Regions from separate parts of the Sus scrofa genome. Here regions 2 and 3 are each linked to region 1. The links are chromatin contacts, called in public promoter capture Hi-C maps. All regions are on one chromosome and are shown on one strand. The core of a region is the stretch at or near the end of the contact, and the rest is flanking DNA. Distances in the headings are between cores, read along the strand shown.

What was found. Promoter capture Hi-C pulls out the DNA fragments that hold promoters and counts their contacts.
Region 2: a promoter capture Hi-C map of liver shows a contact between it and region 1, with 2.6 times the contacts expected there. The contact joins the promoter of PPP1R8 here to the promoter of ATPIF1 in region 1. A contact is called at or near these places in 1 of 5 promoter capture datasets (liver), 1 of 47 Hi-C or Micro-C datasets (epiblast stem cells) and 1 of 2 datasets of contacts at active chromatin or transcription factors (alveolar macrophages).
Region 3: a promoter capture Hi-C map of fetal liver shows a contact between it and region 1, with 2.1 times the contacts expected there. The contact joins the promoter of TAF12 here to the promoter of ATPIF1 in region 1. A contact is called at or near these places in 1 of 5 promoter capture datasets (fetal liver) and 1 of 2 datasets of contacts at active chromatin or transcription factors (alveolar macrophages).

What each region holds. Positions count from the first base shown.
Region 1 is chr6:85,305,726-85,308,581 of Sscrofa11.1, forward strand. It overlaps ATPIF1 (ATPase inhibitory factor 1), which reads left to right and starts at 1,517. Exons shown (of 3, transcript NM_001097486.1): 1 at 1,517-1,633; 2 at 1,728-1,819. The coding sequence starts at 1,547. It overlaps DNAJC8 (dnaJ homolog subfamily C member 8), which reads right to left and starts at 1,297. Exons shown (of 10, transcript XM_003356239.4): 1 at 771-1,297.
Region 2 is chr6:84,965,261-84,968,116 of Sscrofa11.1, forward strand. PPP1R8 (protein phosphatase 1 regulatory subunit 8) reads left to right here and starts at 1,486. Exons shown (of 7, transcript NM_001243414.1): 1 at 1,486-1,604. The coding sequence starts at 1,549.
Region 3 is chr6:85,641,596-85,644,451 of Sscrofa11.1, forward strand. It overlaps TAF12 (transcription initiation factor TFIID subunit 12), which reads right to left and starts at 1,492. Exons shown (of 6, transcript XM_021095678.1): 1 at 1,363-1,492. LOC110261125 (a long non-coding RNA gene) reads left to right here and starts at 1,537. Exons shown (of 2, transcript XR_002344955.1): 1 at 1,537-1,791.

The DNA.
Region 1 (2,856 bases), core at 267-2,766:
TTACATTTGGGTTGTTTCCATCTTTGGGCTGTTGTGAAATAGTGCTACTATGAACATGTGTATGAGTATCCGTTTCCAATGGGGGGGGATATACCTAGAAATGAAGTTGCAGAGTCATACGGTAATTCTATATTTAACCTTTTGAGCAACTGCCAAGCTGTTTTCCACAGTAGCTAACCCATTGGAGGGCTACAATTTCTCCACATCCTCACCAATGCTTATTATTTTCCATTTTTTAAAAAATTATAGCCTGCATCATAGTGCTTGGATCAATCTTTTGCACAAACTCAGCAGGACCCTCCACTGGATACCACCTAGGAAACAATCAAAAAATAGTAGTATCTGAGGACTAAAATCAGAGTGTCTGAAATGGGAATGGCCCTTAAATATATAGAAACACTCCAAATTTTTATCACCAGGTAGCAGGCTTATGAGTGATTATTATTTGTTTCCTGCTTTTGTGTTTTTCCAAGTTTTCTGTAATGAACATTTGGAAATGTACCTTGCAGCCATTTCCTTCTACTTAAGTCATATAACCCAGGGCTGGTATTTTTCAAACCAAAAGATGATCAATAAAAACAGTTCCACACTTTCATAGAAAGCCAAGGAAGATATTTTTAAAGTCATGAATAAGATCTAGCCCAACCCTCTCATCTAAAGGAGAAAAAATTGGGCCCAGAAAAGGAAAATAACCCAGGCAAAGGCCATAAACTACTATTATCTTGATCACATTTGTTAGATGGCCAAGGAAGGTCAAGGCAAAGCCTTACCTAGACTCTGCTTTTCCTCTTCATTGCATCACATTGCCAAAAGTCCTGTTATACAGCCCATTTGATAACATATCAATGCATCCTGCAAATATTAATTCAAAGCCTACTTGACTGACCAAGGCCCTATTAACTTCATAAGATCAAAGGTGCAAGAGAGAAAGAACAAAATAGGAGGCTAAGATAGGAGGTCAGGGAAGTTTTCTCTGAACTGACATTTAAACTGAGACTTGAGAGTGAAATGCCATCGCAACTAAAGAACACTAACCATATACACATACTTTTTTAAGAAAATTTGCTCACAAGTCTTGATGACTAAGTCAAGGAATCCTGGACAAAGCTGCCCACTCTCACTAGCGTAGTACCCATCTTATTGATGCTAGTAGTCCAGGAAAGGGAAGACTTCCTTTGGGTGTTTAAAAATAACAACTTTAGGATTGGAATCGTAAGGGAGGGATGGACACATGCCTAAATCTAATAGCTTCAGGAGCCGAAATCTCGCCTTCTGACCCTCTGCTCCTGTTTTTCCCAATCTCCTCCATTGCTTTCCTCCAGTCCTTTGACCCTGGAGCCCTTGCGAGTGGTTGGCTAAGAATAGGCCCGCCTCTCGGTCAGGATTCGCTGTAAGCCACAGGAACCCCGCCTCCCCCTCTCATGATTCGCTATTCCTGGGTTCATCCCGCCTCTCCAGAGAAACAATTGGCTTCCCGGCCAGCAGCGCCGTTAGCGTACAGAGGAGCTGCACCTCGGGTCACTGGAGAGGTACTGCACTGACAGCAATGGCAGCCACGGCGTTGGCGGTGCGCTCGCGGATCGGCGCGTGGAGTGTCTGGGCCATGCAAAGCCGAGGCTTCAGCTCTGATACGGTACGCCGGCGGCAGTGCCCGCTACCCCATCCCTGAGCGGGGACTCCCATCTCTCCCTCCTCGCCTTTACCAATGCTCCGGTCTCTCTCCGCAGCCAGAGGGTGTCCGCTCCGGTGCGGGTGCAGTCCGGGACGCCGGTGGAGCCTTCGGAAAGAAAGAGCAGGCTGATGAGGAACGATACTTCCGGTGAGAGCCAAGGGGCCCAGAGACCAGCCCTGGAAGTCTCACGGCCTTCCAGTCCTTCTTAAACTGCCAACGGCCCCACCCTGCTGCCCTCCCTGGTGTTCTGTGGCGTCCCATCTCCCAACAGAACTTCCCAGCCCCGACCCACTACACTCATCGTTTGATGGCCCTACTGTTGCCACCTATAGGGCGTTCCCACTGCCCTGCCGAATCCCAAGGCCCCCAAACCCAAGACATTTCCACCTGCGAGTCTTCAGAATTCGCCAACACGGCTCAATTCTTCCTGAATCATTTACCATCTCCGCCCGTGGAGTTCTCTCCGCGTCATGCGAAACGCCCCCCAGATTCCTCCCAGAGAGTCTAGATCCGAAGGTTCCAATTACGTGCAGACCCTCTGAGCCTATCCCTCCGGCCTCCCCCACCCATCACCCAGGCCTTCGCTTTGCTAGCCCGCATGGATGGATTCCCTGACCTCAGACCCTCTCAGCCATTTCTAGATCCTCACACCTCTCCAACTTGCCTGAGCTAGTGGGTTGCAGGAGCATGTGGCAGCTGCTCCTGGTTGGAACCCTCCCCGCTTCTTGTGGGCTGGGCCTATATACTCTGTTTACCAACCTTGAGTTATCTCACAGGGACTGCTAACCACAGTGAGGAGCAGTGTGGAATTAATCTCGATTCTTGGCCTATCTTCTCACTTCTACCCTCTCCTGCTCACTCTTAAGAATTATCACCATAACAGCTACCATACCAGAGAGACAAGGTGCAGCCCTTAGAGACCTCTAATTGGCCTCCTACATTTTATAGTTAAGGAAAACTGAGGCCCATATATGGCCGAACCAACGTTTGAATCATCCCTTCTTGAGACCTACATTGGACTGCCAGGCATTGCAAGAGTCCCCTTCTTTTTTTTTTTTTTTTTTTTCCCCCTTCATTTTGACCTTTACAGTGGGCCTTGCATTTCCCAGGCAAAGAAAACTGGGATAGGACACATATATTTGTCCTTTAACGGTACCCCATTGTACATTCCCCCCACCGTTTGC
Region 2 (2,856 bases), core at 236-2,735, 340 kb before region 1:
TGTGGTGCAGATTTAATCCTTGGCCTGGGAGCTTTCCCATGCCACAGGCACAGCCAAAACAACAAAGAAAGAAAAACAGGACCAGTAGTATGGAATCAAGAACAAAAATAACTCCATCATAGAAAGGGATAAGTTGCTGTTCAGTGCCTCTTTCTGGGTGAACAATAAATTTGCATTTGACTTCTTTTAAAAGAGAAAAAAAAAAAAAAAACAGGTCAGATAATCCTCCCATATTTTCTACAAAACTGAAAAGCTGTTGGGGAATTCCTACTATGGCTCAGTGTGTTAAGAACCCAACATAGTATCTGTGAGGATTAGGGTTGGCTCCCTGGCCTCGCTCAGTGGGTTAAGGATCTGGCATTGCGGCAAGATGTGTTGTAGGTTGCAGATGTGGCTCAGATCTGACAATGTGTGGCTGTGGTGTAGGCCTGTACCTGCAGCTCCAATTTGACTCCTAGCCTGGGAAATTTTTATATGCTGCAAGTACAGCCGTTAAAAAAAAAAAAAAAAGTTTTGGGTTTCATTTGCATGCGAAATATGATAAATATGATCGTACTAATATCAAAGTGTGAGAGACAGTGGTGACTAAAGACCGTGGCTTTTGGCATTACTGATTTAGGTTTGAATCCCACTTACTACTTGTTCTAGGGTGAAGCTGGGCAACTCAATCTCTCTGAGCCTCCCCTCGGAGATCACAGTATTTCAAGAGAGTTGTGAGAATTAAATGAGACGATCCATACAATACTTGCCCAGATAATTAAGCACTCAATAGACAAAGCCATTACAACCAGAGGCCCTGCTGATGGTCTTTCAGCCAGCTGTAGGCCTAAGGCACGCCTGAATCCTAATGCCTCCTTACACAATCTAGTAACTATGGTCAAAATTTTAAAATTCAAAGGGGCCTCAACTTGATTAACCACTTCATTCATGCACAGTGAAGATGTGGAAGCCTGCCATCTGGTTGGATCCATCCCTGGCTCCAGTATGTCCAGAGTTTGGATGACGCCCAAAGGTATCTTCTCAGATCTCTACAGAAGCCTTCAAGGCCAGATTTGGATTAGGATGGGGAAGTGAGTCCAGATGCGGGTAGCTGTATGCAGAAGGGCGGGAAAAGCAGAAACAAAATGAGAGATCACTGCAATCTCTGAGATCTACCCTCCAGCCTCTCTTCAGGCTGGGGTCGAAAGGCTGACGGTGCAAGCCCGGAACAAGGATGGGGTGGCAACATTTTAGCGCCTGGGAATGCGTCCACAGGACACAGAGGGAAACCGAACCCTCCCACACAAGCCCCTTTTCCTCAGACAACTCCTGGCCAAGAAAAGCCCTGCCCTTCGGAGAAGGCCAACGCTCTAAAATACTGTAAAGGCACTCAAAACCCGATACCAGTCTCCATCGCTGCCAGATGCGCCCACTACGTCTGTGCGCCCGTGAGTGAGTGTGCGCGCGCACGCGCATACGCACAGGCTGCTGGGAAGCTGCCTCGCCACTCTGGGTCTTCCAGTTTCCCGGCGTGCTTCGGGCCCGCCAAATGGGAGGGGGAGACGCAAGATGGCGGCAGCCGCGAACTCCGGCTCCAGCCTCCCGCTGTTCGACTGCCCGACCTGGTGAGTGGCGGGGCGACCAGCGTTGGAGTGGCCTGGTCTGCGCTGGCCTGGGCTGGCCGGCCGGCTCATTTCTCGCAGCGAGCCGAACGGCCCAGACGCTCTGGGATTGACTGAGGGAGAACTGCCCGTCGGGCCGGGCGGCGTGTGGAGGAACCAGGAATCCGGAGCCCGGGCCCAGGAACTGAGGAAACCTAGAGTTGGAGACTCTGAGGCGCTCGCTTAGGCAACCCCTCGACGATCCCCCGGTTGCCCGTGCGCTTTGGGGCCTTGGCCCCAAACTTACCCAACTCCTCACCGTGTGCCTGGGGCTCTGGTGGAGCACCATTCCTGCCCCCCAGCCCTCTGTCCCGAGCGCGCACGAGCTAGCTTCCCGCCCCCACCCCCACCCCCTTAGAGTCCCGCGTCCCGCGGTTGTTGCTGCAGCCTGGGTGCGGTACTTGCCGGTCTCTCGCAGACTGGGAGCTCCCTGAGGGCAGGAACGGCTCAGACCTACTTCTCTGAGCGACCAGCGCGAAGCCGGGCACCAGAGGGCATCAGTGATTGTTAGGATGAACCCTTTTCCTCCCTCCATAGGTTCTTGGGACTAAGGAAAAATTTTAATTTAGTTTTTGAGGAGGATACAAGATGAATACATTTAAATTGCCTTTCAGGAAGACTCATCCGAGTTAGAGCTATTTTTGCACTAGCTCATCACAGTGTATTGTTTGTTTGTTACTCCCTGGCTCCTGTTGTATTGAGATTTTTCAAGGGCAAGGGCCGTCTGATACATCGTTATGTTCCCAGCTCTTAGGCCTGAGCCAGGCATGTAGTAGGATTTCAGAAAGCATGTTTTGGATGTAACTTGGCTCTCCCCGTATTTCAGACAAAATGGGCATTTGTCCGATGCACTGTCCTTCCAGCAACCTCCATAGAGGAGTTTGGGTCAGGATTGTGAGATGCCTGTGTTGCATCTTCATTTGGATGGATGGGTGCATTTTTGTGTGTGCAAATAGGGCCTCTGGCAAGATTGTTCAGACTTCAAAGGAGCAAACACAGGAAGCAAGTGCATAGGTGGCAATGTCTGGGTCCCTTTGCACTTTTGTACCATCCAGTTGGCGTCAGTCTGCAAATTCTCGGTCCATTTTGGTTCCTTGCTGCATTGATTTTAGAAATTGGACTAGAACAGTAAACTTATAGTTAGACTGTATGAGATGACGTACCATTTCCTCAGCCTGTGGTATATACACCAGGCACCATGTTAGGTGCTTTAACA
Region 3 (2,856 bases), core at 242-2,741, 340 kb after region 1:
ACTGCATCAATGTCAATACAGTAACAAGACTCAAAGTACTTAAATCTGTAAAAATTTCCCTCTTGAGTTTGAAGTTAGAGCAAAGATTCTAGAAGCATGTTTTCAAGGAGTATTAACCGAGCCTCTCCCATTTGCTATGCAGAGCAGGGTACTGTAACAAAATTTCCATCTAATCAATCATTGACTCAGTGTAACCCTAAGCCCTGTTTGGACTTTAGCCTCCTTAGAGGTAAAATATGAGTTTATAAAAGATGATCTTGGGAGTTCCCTGGTGGTCTAGTGGTTAGTACTTGGTGCTTTCACCGCTGCTGTTCCAAACCCTGGTCTGGGAACAGAGAAACAGATATCCTCCTACATAAAGCCGCTGCAAGCCCGGGGGTGTGGGGGGACGCCTGATATTTCCGGGGTCTCTCCATCTCTGTCATTCTCTTCTTTGAAATGCAGAGATCTATGCTAAATATCGGAGTTGAGTGGAATGGGATTTAAAGCACTTATAAAGTACACAACTGAGTTCAAACTGCTTTAACTTCACACCAGTGCTACTCCTGAAGGAGCAGAAAACGAAGATGCTTGGCTTCCTAGATCGTTCTGACACGATAAGCCTGCCAAAAGCCAAATAGGCAGCGTGAAGGAGTCGTCTTCCCCTGAATACATCCTTTACCATTCCCGGTTCAGAGAATATGAGGGGATGGGGGAAGGATCACTATGTCTTTTTCAAACTCTCTCCCCTTCCCTTGGAGGCTGATCTACTTACAGACACAGCCCCTTACACTCTCCGCTTTTAGGATCTCAGGTCCTCATAGTCCTGTTCCCTCAGGTACTTCGGAGTCTGCAAGCCCCGATCCGGTCCCCAAAGAAGCGCGTCTTCACTGCCCGCTCCTGTTCTTCCCAAACCCAAATGTTCTCTTACCGCTCCTGCCTCTCAGGAACCTGTCTTCGCTGCCCTGTTTCTGAATCGTTAGAAGCCTGGGTCTTCACTGTTCCGCTTCTGCCGCTTAAGAGCCCAAGTCCTAACAGCTTCGCTTTTACCTCTCAGGAGTCCGTGTCTTCACACCCCGTTCAGTTCCGACCCTCTCCTCTTAGAAGCACGGATCCTCATAATCCTATCTCTCTCAACTCGCTTTCCCTTGCGTGCGGGAGAACTCACATCCATCCCGGTTCCCTAAGTCCCGTCTGGAGCCCAGGTCCCCACAGCCGCGTCTTCTCCGATCCCCGAGCCCCTCAGTCCCGTCCCACGAGCCTGATTCCTCACACAGCCCAGTCTCCTTCACAATTTGGCTCTTCGAACACTGACCACTGTGGTCTGGGTCCTGACTCCCTCCTCCCGCTCTTATTCCTCAACTGCCAGGGCCCAAGACTCACAGGCAGCAGCGTCTATCTCCCCATGATATGCGGAGACTGCCCCAGTGAAGCGTTCGTCTCAGCAGCCGGTCCGACTGCTCGGCCCTCCCCGAGTACTTCCGGCACCGCTCCCCGCCTCCAACCCGGAAACGCGCGGCTCTTCCGGCTGGCGGGCGCGCGCCTGCTTTGCGCAGGCGCAGACTGCTCTCCGACACGTGGTCGCCGTTCTGCGCTGTAGCTCAGTTCTGGTGGTTAGGTTTTTTCGGCTTGTGGTTAATGGGCAGTGTAAGCAAACTATGCGCTTTGTATTCTGGCGGTACGAACCCTGCCCTAGCTATTTCTTTCCGACTCTGCCTGCTGTGTATATCGCTATCATGACCAGCATTGACGTCCTCGGATGGCTTAGAGGTCGCCATTTTTGGTTGGTGTCTTTGTCGTGCTATCAGGAAGGTAATAACTCGTGGGACAGCAACACTCCATAGATATCCCGTTGGACCCCAGCAGGAAAAATCTGAGGACAAGGGAGACCGATTGGGTTATGACTGTGAATAGGCAGTTAATAATAATAGTAATAATTGAGCCCTTACTATCTGCCAGAAATTTTTCTAAACCTACGGTAAATCATTTTAACGATTTAAAGGAAATCTGTGAGATTAAGCAAGTTAAGTAGCTAATAAAAGCAGAGTCTCAAATTGAACTCACAAATTCTCACTCCAAAGCCTGAACTGTACTTCAACCATTAAACTGATGCCTTTGGTTATCTCTTCCATCAAATGCATGGTGACAGTTGCTTTATTTATGCTATGCTAGATGCTAGGCATATAAACAAAACACAATTCCAGCCTCAGTCCCTTTGGAGCCCAGGTCCACACACTAAGATGGAGAACCTGCAAACATAAAGGAGAGTACAAAGTGCTGTGACAGCCCAGAGTGAACAGCAGTAACTGTCACAAGGAAAAGCTGTCTCCTACCTGAACTGATGCAGCAATTTGCTCTCCCTTGTCTTCTTTTTCTTTTTCTTTCTTTTTTTTTTTTTTTTTTTGGCCATTCCTGTGGCTTGAAGAAGTTCCCTAGGCCAGAGGTGGGACCCATGCCCCAGCTCTGACCATAGCTACAGCAGTGACAGCACCAGATCTTTAATCCCCTGAGCCATGAGGGAACTTCCCCTTCCTGTCTTTATATCTTGCCATCTTCATCCCACCAAATTCACAATCCTCCCTTACACTGTCACAGATCCATGTTCACAGATTCCAGGCCCTTTCACCATTAGGCTTCGAGTTATCGTCCTAGTCTTATTTCTCTGCCACTGATCCCTTCATTCTTTTTTTTTTTTTGACTTTTTGACTTTTTGACTTTTTGCCTTTTCCAGGGCCACTCCTGCGGCATATGGAGGTTCCCAGGCTAGGGGTCCAATTGGAGCTGTAGCTGCTGGCCTACACCACAGCCACAGCAACATGGGATCTGAGTCGTGTCTGCCACCTACACCGCAACTCACGGCAACACCGGATCCCCAAC